3 separate regions of the Sus scrofa genome follow, and all the other regions are linked to region 1. Evidence: chromatin contacts called from public Hi-C and HiChIP or PLAC-seq data. All regions are on one chromosome and are shown on one strand. The core of a region is the stretch at or near the end of the contact, and the rest is flanking DNA. Distances in the headings are between cores, read along the strand shown. Region 1 holds the start of TIMM10B (mitochondrial import inner membrane translocase subunit Tim10 B). Region 2 holds the start of SMPD1 (sphingomyelin phosphodiesterase). Region 3 holds the start of TPP1 (tripeptidyl-peptidase 1).

Region 1 (2,720 bases), core at 99-2,598:
TTTAAAGGATTTACTGCTCAATTTCTGGGAGTATTAAGAAAGTAACAACTTGGGGGAGTGGTTAACGTTCTAGAACACCCAGAAGTCCTATAGGTTTCATCTGTCTGGGGCTACTGACTTTCGAAGAGGTAGTGCCTAAAAGCCCTGTGGTTTCTTAATCCATGGTCCTTAATATCTCTAAGCGAACCATTTAAGTCAGACAGATTTAAGGACAGAGTTCCCATTTTCTCTGCCGTCTGGGCACGAACCAGCGTCTTGTTGCCAATTTTAAAGCTGTACCCACAGACCTTCCTTTAACCAGGTGCCTGGGAATGCTGAGGTTTTCCTTCCACACACAGAAGGCAACTTCTCCCTGCCCAGAATATCAACCGCACAGATTACAGCAGGTTTATTAGCTCCAGGAAAAGGAGCAACAGTACCTAGCTCTCAGGCAACTCCTCATTCTCTACATACAGGCTCCATCTTGCCCAAGGTCCACTGCTCCTTCAACGTGAGGGTCCATCCAGTGCCTCCCTTCTCAGCGTTGAGGACAGCTAGCTGCCAGATGGCGAGGCTTCTGGCTGTTCAGCAGCAACACCTGGCACAGCTGAGGCAGCCTCGTAGTCAGCGATGCGGCGCTGTACCAGGGCAGGCATGAGCTGCACGTAAGCGGCCATGAGGCGGTGGTTGGAATGGATCAGCTTCCCGGCACAGCTGTGCAGACAGGCCTCCTGGAAGGAAGACAGGGTGGAAGTAGAAGCCAAAGGTGTCCAGTCAGGTCCGTTTCCCTCCTTCCCATCCCCAGCCTCAGGGCGGAGGTCGTGGGAAGCCAGGGCCGGACGTAGGGGAATTGACGGGAGAGGGAAGCAGTGCACGGTTAGCTCTGAGGCTCGAGGAGCACTTCCCTACTCAGTTCCCCCACCTAACCTCCTCGGCATCCAGAGCTCGGTGATGCAGGCTGGGCACGCAGCGCTGGAAGCAGAGTTCCGTCATCCGATTGTAGACCAACAGGAAGTCCCGCAACTGGGGAGGAAGGGGGACAAGGAACTCAGCGAAGAGGGGGCCACGTCTCAACTCAAGGCCGCGCTGCCGGCGCTTTCCCAGGACCGTGTACCACGGCCCGTGGTTCCCAGCCCTTGGATGCCTGGCTCTCTGGGGTTTCCGCCATGCGAACAGGGATGCTAGCTGGATGCAGGGCCCTTAAGCGACTTAGCTCCCACTCACGTTTCTCAGCTGCTGCTGCTGCTGCTGTTGCTGTTCCATCACGCCGCCGGCGCACAACCTACGTCACTTCCGTTACAGCTTCTAGGGAACGCCCCGGAAGTGACCTCAATGGCTCCCCAGGGGCAGAGGGGTTGGCTCAAGGAGCGCCCGCCCACCTCCCCGCGACGTCACTTCCGCCCTCATAATCGGCTACGTGGCCGGCTTCTTCTGCCCGGGAGAGGACGTCACTTCCGCCGAGTCCCTGACCTGCTGCTAGGATCGCGACGGGAACTGGATCCCGAGATCCCCGCGCGGCCCGGGCCTGGCGCCCTGAGGGGAAGAGCGGCCCGGCCCGAGGTGAGAGGGACGTGCATGGGCGAGGGCAAGGTGAACGCACGAACCTGACCTGAGGGCAAGATGCTTCTGAGCCCTGGGAAAGGATGAGGACACACCTGACGCCCAGGTGTATGGGGGGAGGGCGGAGACTCACACACCTGGGGAGACCTAACTGACTTTGGAAGGGATCACCTCCCTATGTCCTGGGGCAAAGGGACTTTTCCCCGGGGTCGGGAACTTACACCAACTGATTCAACTAAGGCCTGGGGCGGGGGTGGGGGCAGGAAGAGGGGGTGCATGGGATGGAGGAGGGGGAGACCACCTGCAGGAAAGAGGAGGAGACATTAGAGGAGTGTGAAAGGCCAAACAATGGCGAACATACCTGAACGGGGATAGGCACCTGAGCGCTGGGAAAGGGATTGTCTCCTGATGAGGAGGAATACCTGCGTGGGGATAAGCTGCTTGAGAGCACAGGCTTTCTCTCCATTGCCTCAAATAGTGCGTGGCATGTAGTAGGCACTCATTAAATGTCTGTGGAAGGACTGAATGCATGAATGATCCCTGGACTGCTGGGGGGGTGGGGGTGGGGGGGTCATGAGAACATGACCTCTGGTCAGGCACACCTGAGGCCTGGGTGCCTGTGTGTAAAACTTTGCACCTTGGAAGGGAGAAAGACAAAGCCCCGAGGGAAGAGTGGTGGGCAGACCCCACCACACTGAAGCCCCGGGACGGCCTCTGCAAGGGCAGGGGAGACCTTCCTCTTCGGAGAACTGGCCCGTTTCCAGAACTGTCTGTGTTGGGCTTTGCAGGGCGCTGGGGTGGAGACTTTGACTCCAGTCCCTTCGCTCGCCATGACGGACGGGATCCTAGGGAAGGCAGCCACAATGGAGATCCCCATCCACGGGAATGGTGACGCGGGGCAGCTTCCTGAGGATGATGGGCTGGAGCAGGTGCTTCTGTTTGATTCTTCACATTGTTTCAGTTGAGGAATCCCAACTCTTAAACCCTGAGCTCTCTCCTTCTTCCAGTAGCCTTCCCCCAACTCACCTGATTTCCTTCAGTCTTTTTACCAATCTTTGTTCTGATTCTGTGCAGACTTCCCTTGTGTGCTCTCTCTATGATGCTTCAATCCAAGCTTGTTTTCACCCCCAAAATGCTTCAGCTGCCCATATGTTCCTGAAGCCCCCCTCTTCTCTGGCCTA
Region 2 (2,835 bases), core at 207-2,706, 79 kb after region 1:
CGGCGCGATTTTCAGCAGCTTGCACACCTTGATGGCTACGGAGCCCACCCAGGCCACACTGACCTCTTCCTGGGAGGGAAGAACCGGGGGTGAGCGGTCAGAGACAGCCCGGGGACCTGGCCGCCCCTCGATTCCACCCTGGGGCCCCCTCCTCCAAACTGGGGCTAGGATGGATTCGGTATCACCATGGTGAAGCAGACCTTGCCCTGTGACTCGGGCATCACCAGGCCAGTGGCATTTTAGCTCGGTGGCATTTCAGGTCTTTTCCTGCCCGCTGGCTTTCTCAGTCCCTGTCTCAAGTGCCATGAAATTTGGGGTGGGCAGGATGACGACTGTCCAGAGCTTGGGGACACACACAGGGACAGGGCCTTGTCTCCCTGAGGAGCCCCAGAAAGCTGACCTACCAACCAGCGCTCATCACAGCCCCATCAGGGTCAAGGCAGCCCAGCCCCATCAGGTCCCACACCTCTGGATCGTCCTTAATTCAAGTCCTTTTTGAGTCGGAGGGTCTTGGTGGCACCTTAGTCCCAGGCACCTTGCTTAGGGCTGCAGGTGCTAAAGCTAAGGTGGAGGGCACTGGGTCAGGCACACCAGGGTCAGAGCCCTGGCCCTACCCCTCACCAGCTGCTGGCCCTCCTCCTGGTCCTTCCTCCAGCAAGTGACTTCAGCTCAGGACCTCTATTCATTTGTGAAATGGGGTGAAGAATGGTAAGGAAACCAGCCTGCAGGCTTGATTTAACCTCCATAAAAGGGCTAGCACCGTGCCCAGCCTGAACTCTTTCCTCACTTCACAAGGTCACAGAGGAGGTGGCAGTGGTGGCTTGCAGCCACGGGTGTCCCCAGAGGAGGGCAGATTAGGTAAAGGTTTGCGGACCACAGCCTCTCCATCGCGGTTGCTCTTAGGCTAGGTCTTAGCCCAGCCCCCGCTCCAGCGCGCCCCTCCATCCGGCGCCCCGCCCCGCGCCCCCCTCCCCTGCCGGCAGCCCCCAGAGCGCTTACCTTTAGCCCGAGGTCGAGGGCAGTGAACAGGCCTTTGCAGACGGGACAGCTGAGGTTCCACCAGCCAAAGGCTTTCCGGAGCTGGGGCGCTATGCGACTGAACTTGGCGGGGTGGCCTTGGGCGGGAAGAGGATGAGCCCCAGCAGGAGCCCAGAAAACCAGGGGGTCAGACAGGGCCAGGGTCAGTGCCAAGCCCATACTCAGGAGCCTTAGGCTGGGGACCCGCAAGAAGCTGTCCAGTCTCTGCTCCCAGCCCCACCTGGGGCGGCCCTGGCCGGGAGGCCCTCGGTGGCGGGGCATTGCCGGGCTTCCTAGACCCGACGAACCAGCCCGGCCCCGGCCGGTGCGGGCCCTGGTTGGCTCTCCGGATCCCAGGCGGCGCGGTCGGCTGACTGCTCGGAGCTGAGCCACAACGCCGCTCCGCCCCTTCCTCTTCCTCCGTCCGCAGCAGCTGATCGCGGTGTCGGGGAGGCGGAGGTGGAGGCGAAGTGGGCCGGCCGCGCCCGACCCGCCCGGACCCCGCCCGCGGTCCCGCTCCCGCCCTCGCCCTGACCCCGGGCGGTCCAGCTGTGCCAGGCCCCGGCAGGTGCCCAGCCCTGGCTGGAGCCCAGCCTGGCCGGCGAGAGGCCCCTCCAAGGCCCCTAGGCGCCTCGCTTCTCCAGAGCTGCGTTCTTCGGATCCCTCTGATAGCTGACTGCCAGGCCCACCCGGCTTTAAACTTTGGGAGGGAGATGGGTGGGGGATGGAGGCGGGGGAGGGGCTGGGTGGCGGGGGCACCGCGGGCAGGGACTCTCACACCTTGTCGGCCCTCTGTCCTGGCGGGCACCACCAGCCCTCAATTTCTCTAGTTCTGCCACTGGTACCCGCACCCTGACTGATGATCTTACTGACTCAGAGCCTCCAGTTAGAAAGGACCCTTTATTCGCAGGGGGGCACCCCTACCCCTCATTGTGTGGATGAGAAAACTGAGGCCCAGAGGAGATGAAGTGGCCAAGAAGAGGTGTGGACCCTGCAGCCAGCAAGGACGAGGATTACAACTTGGGCCTCCCACCCTCCCGCAGCCATGCCGGTAAAAGCTATTATTTCCCGAGCTCTGCAGGAGGTGACAGGCTCGGGAACAGGCATTTTATAATTATGAATCCTCCGTTCTAACAATACTAAGACGTGTGTAATACCATTCTCACCTCCATTCTCCGGTCCTGTCGGTTCTTTTCGTTGAGAATTTTTTTTCCAAGTGACTCTTCCCCCTCCGTTGTGTGGGCATCGTTTCAGATGGAGTACCAGGGTATCATAGGAAAGGCATTTGGTTTGGTCGCCAGTTCCTGGCACAGGACTCCTAAAACCCTTTGGATTTCCTGAGTGAGAGCAGTGTCTGGTTATAGAGAGCGCTTCCAATCACACCTGAATTTATGCTAATAAGGTAACTTAGGGTGGGGGCCCCTAAAGGACCTCAGGATGGGGCTGGTCACCGGGAAAGAACTCGTGAGCAGCCCTGGAGGCTGCATGAGGCCTCTTTCCTACAAATAAGAAATGAGGGGCCCAGGAAGGCTTTGGTGCCCAGGAGCCCCCAGGGCCCTGCCCTTGGTTTCATTCCTGGGCTGTACCTTTTGCACCATCCAGGATGTGTAAGTGAAAGGTGTTTTCCTGAGTTCTGGGAGCTTTTCTAGCAAATTATCAAACCCGAGTAGAGGATCATAGCCCTAGAGCTTAAGTATGGGTGGCAACCTGGGGCTTGTTTTGTTTTGTTTTGTGTTTGTCTTTGTAGGGCCACACCCACGGCATATGGAGGTTCCCAGGCTAAGGGCCTCTTCAGAGCTACAGGTGCCCGCTACGCCA
Region 3 (2,735 bases), core at 98-2,597, 110 kb before region 1:
ACCTTCCCTGTCTCCTCTGGCTGCTCGCTCACCCGTGGTCTCACCGTTTGGGGTGGCCCAGGGCCCCTCAGCCTCAGCACTCAGTGCAGAGTCCGGCCTGGAGCCACCCGACGACACGGAGCTGCACATCTAGCTGTGGCCCGGGCTGGGCCCCGACCTGGGATGCTCACTGCGTCCCCAACGCAGGCCCCGTCTGAGCCTGCCCCGGGCAGCCTCGGACCACGATTGGCCACGGGGGCGGGGGGCCTGCCCCCGTCCCTGAGTCCTCCACTGGGGCAGGTCTCCCATCTCACCACAGCCCTGGCAGAGCACCAGTACCACGAGGCCCTGCCGGGCACTGCCCTGTGGCCAGGTCCAGCGTGGGGAGATAGATGAAGAGGCGGCAGGCTCGGTTTCTCCTCACCGAGGGCTTCTTGCCCTGTGTCAGCACCCTGAGATGGAGCCGAGACTTTATTTATTGGGGGGTAGGGGGGATGGGGGCGGTCCCTCCAACCTTTGGGGCCCAGCTCCTTTGGGTTCCGCTGACACCCCTGCCCCTGCCCAGAACCAAGTGCCAATTCTCACTCTGGAGCCTTAATAAACTGCAGTTTGTATCCCGTGTCCAGCTCTGTTCTTTGGGAGCTTAGGGACAGGAAGGCACCCTGGCACATGGGGGACGCCTCAGGAGGCACGGAGGGTGGGACACAGAGGTGTTGGGCGGGGGGGGGGGGGGCGCCACAGGGAGCCCGGGCTTAGCCCAAGGCTGACTGGCACTTCTCTGTGCACTGACCTTCCCCTCTAAGGTGGGCAGGAGGCCCAGAGAGGGCGGACGGAGGAGCTTGCTTGTGGCAGTGACCTAGAGAGGGACTGGCTGGGTGGGGAGAGGTTTTGGAGATGACCACTCTCGGCCTGAGGGTCTTTAAGGAGGTGGGGCATGGATACAAGAGCAGCCAAGTGGTGGATCCGTTTTTCTTGGGGCCACAAACGGGCACGTGTGATAAGAGCTCACATTTGTGGAGCCTTTGCCAGGGGAGGCTCTCTGCTTTCTCTCTGCCCGTTGGCACTGCAGCCCTCTAGGCAGAGCCCCTTTAACCTAATCGGCTCCATGTTCTACCCAAAGAGACCTGGGCTCCTAGAGGTGACTCTCCTGATGCCACGTGGCCATGAGACCCCGGGTCTGCAGTTCCACCAGCCTCCAGGGGCTCTGCCCTGCAGAGCTCCCTGGCCTGCGGGGAGTCCTGGATTGTGGCAGCAGGTGGGGGGGGAGCCCGAGTTTACAGCGATTGACAGACCACAAGGGAGCATCCGAGTGGCTGTGTCCCCAGCATTCAGCACCGCCCATTCGAGGGAGGAGCCAGCACCGTCACTAGTTTCTAGGCAGAGAGGGAGGTGGTGGTGGTGGAGGCGGGACAGGCCTCACGTGATCTGTCATATGACAGCAGATCTGCAGAAAGGCCGGATGGGACCCCGAGCCTGGTGAGAAACTGGGGGCCCCGGAGAAGGGAACCACGTTGGGGGTGGGACTGCCATGGTGGCACGGCTCCTGCTGAAACCCACGTGCCGCCCCTGCAGCCTCCTTGGGCTCCTCGCCCTCTCTGTCGCCGGCCAGTGCAGTTACAGCCCGGAGCCTGACCAGCAGCGGACGTGAGTTGACTTAGCGCCGACCGCCCCCTCCCCGTGGCCTGTCCTGCACCCACTGTCCTGGTTCCAGCCTCCCTCACCCCTTCCCCGCCCCTGGTACCCGCTCCTCAGCCCAGGTTCCCAGCCTCAGTTCCTGGTCACCCACCTGCTGTGATCCGAAGCTGCTTCTGGAACCCTCCCCAAGGGCTAGACCCAATGCCGAACCCTCCACAACAAATCTTTGCCATCCCCGCCCTAACAAAGGCCCCTGACCCTGCAGGCTGCCCCCAGGCTGGGTGTCCCTGGGCCGTGCGGACCCTGAGGAAGAGCTGAGTCTCACCTTTGCCCTGAGACAGCAGAACGTGGACAGACTGTCTGAGCTGGTGCAGGCTGTGTCGGACCCTGGCTCTCCTCGCTACGGTGCCTGTCAGGACGGGGCGGGGGTGGGGGCAGGAGGGAGCCACGTGGGATGCCAGTGGAGGGTCTGGGCTGGGCTGAGCATGGATGGTACAGGTCGGGTCACAGACATGCTCTCGGTGCCTGTCTGAGGGGCTGATACAGGGCAGACGAATGGCAGTGGCCATCACTGAAGAGGTTCCAAATAGAAAAGTGAATTGGAGGGAGTTCCTGTCATGACTCAGTGGAAACAAATCTGACTGGGATCTATGAGGATGCAGGTTTGATCCCTGGCCTCGCTCAGTGGGTTAAGGATCCGGTGTTGCCGTGAGCTGTGGTGTAGGTCGCAGACGAGGCTCGGATCTGGCGTTGCTGTGGCTGTGGTGTAGGCCGGTGGCTACAGCTCTGATTCGCCCCCTAGCCTGGGAACCTCCATAGGCCGCAGGTGTGGCCCTAAAAAGAAAAAAAAAAAAAGACAAAAAAAAAAAGGCAAATAAGCAAATAAACAAAAAATGGAAAATGAATGTGGTTAAGAGTACAGGCTTGGTCATCAGATCTGGTTTCAAATTCTGATTCTGCTATTTAACGGCTGCCCGACAAATGGCCAAGTAGCATCCGGTACAGACGGGAGCCTCATGACCTCAAATTCCCCTCCCTGCTCCTCACACTCACTCCCATTCACTCCTCCATCCGACCCCAAGGCTTCGGCTCCAACTCCGAAACTCCCACTTCTCACCATT

Evidence for each region. Hi-C and Micro-C count contacts between places; a contact is called where the count stands out from the background. HiChIP or PLAC-seq counts read pairs in DNA pulled down with a chosen protein or histone mark.
Region 2: an H3K27ac HiChIP or PLAC-seq map of alveolar macrophages shows a contact between it and region 1. The contact joins the promoter of SMPD1 here to the promoter of TIMM10B in region 1. A contact is called at or near these places in 1 of 5 promoter capture datasets (liver), 12 of 47 Hi-C or Micro-C datasets (embryonic fibroblasts, fetal heart ventricle, heart right ventricle and 5 more) and 2 of 2 datasets of contacts at active chromatin or transcription factors (alveolar macrophages and skeletal muscle).
Region 3: a contact with region 1 is called in a Hi-C map of alveolar macrophages, with 1.7 times the contacts expected there. The contact joins the promoter of TPP1 here to the promoter of TIMM10B in region 1. A contact is called at or near these places in 9 of 47 Hi-C or Micro-C datasets (alveolar macrophages, blood, heart right ventricle and 4 more) and 1 of 2 datasets of contacts at active chromatin or transcription factors (alveolar macrophages).

The regions. Positions count from the first base shown.
Region 1 is chr9:3,248,627-3,251,346 of Sscrofa11.1, forward strand. TIMM10B (mitochondrial import inner membrane translocase subunit Tim10 B) reads right to left here and starts at 1,349. Exons shown (of 3, transcript XM_003357135.4): 1 at 1,204-1,349; 2 at 907-1,002; 3 at 1-710. The coding sequence starts at 1,242. The coding sequence ends at 534. ARFIP2 (arfaptin-2) reads left to right here and starts at 1,385. Exons shown (of 8, transcript XM_003357136.4): 1 at 1,385-1,539; 2 at 2,328-2,468. The coding sequence starts at 2,370.
Region 2 is chr9:3,327,037-3,329,871 of Sscrofa11.1, forward strand. It overlaps SMPD1 (sphingomyelin phosphodiesterase), which reads right to left and starts at 1,457. Exons shown (of 6, transcript XM_021062347.1): 1 at 1,000-1,457; 2 at 1-69. The coding sequence starts at 1,299.
Region 3 is chr9:3,134,233-3,136,967 of Sscrofa11.1, forward strand. It overlaps TPP1 (tripeptidyl-peptidase 1), which reads left to right and starts at 1,348. Exons shown (of 12, transcript XM_013989454.2): 1 at 1,348-1,455; 2 at 1,552-1,623. It overlaps DCHS1 (protocadherin-16), which reads left to right. Exons shown (of 23, transcript XM_021062333.1): 23 at 1-593. The coding sequence ends at 133.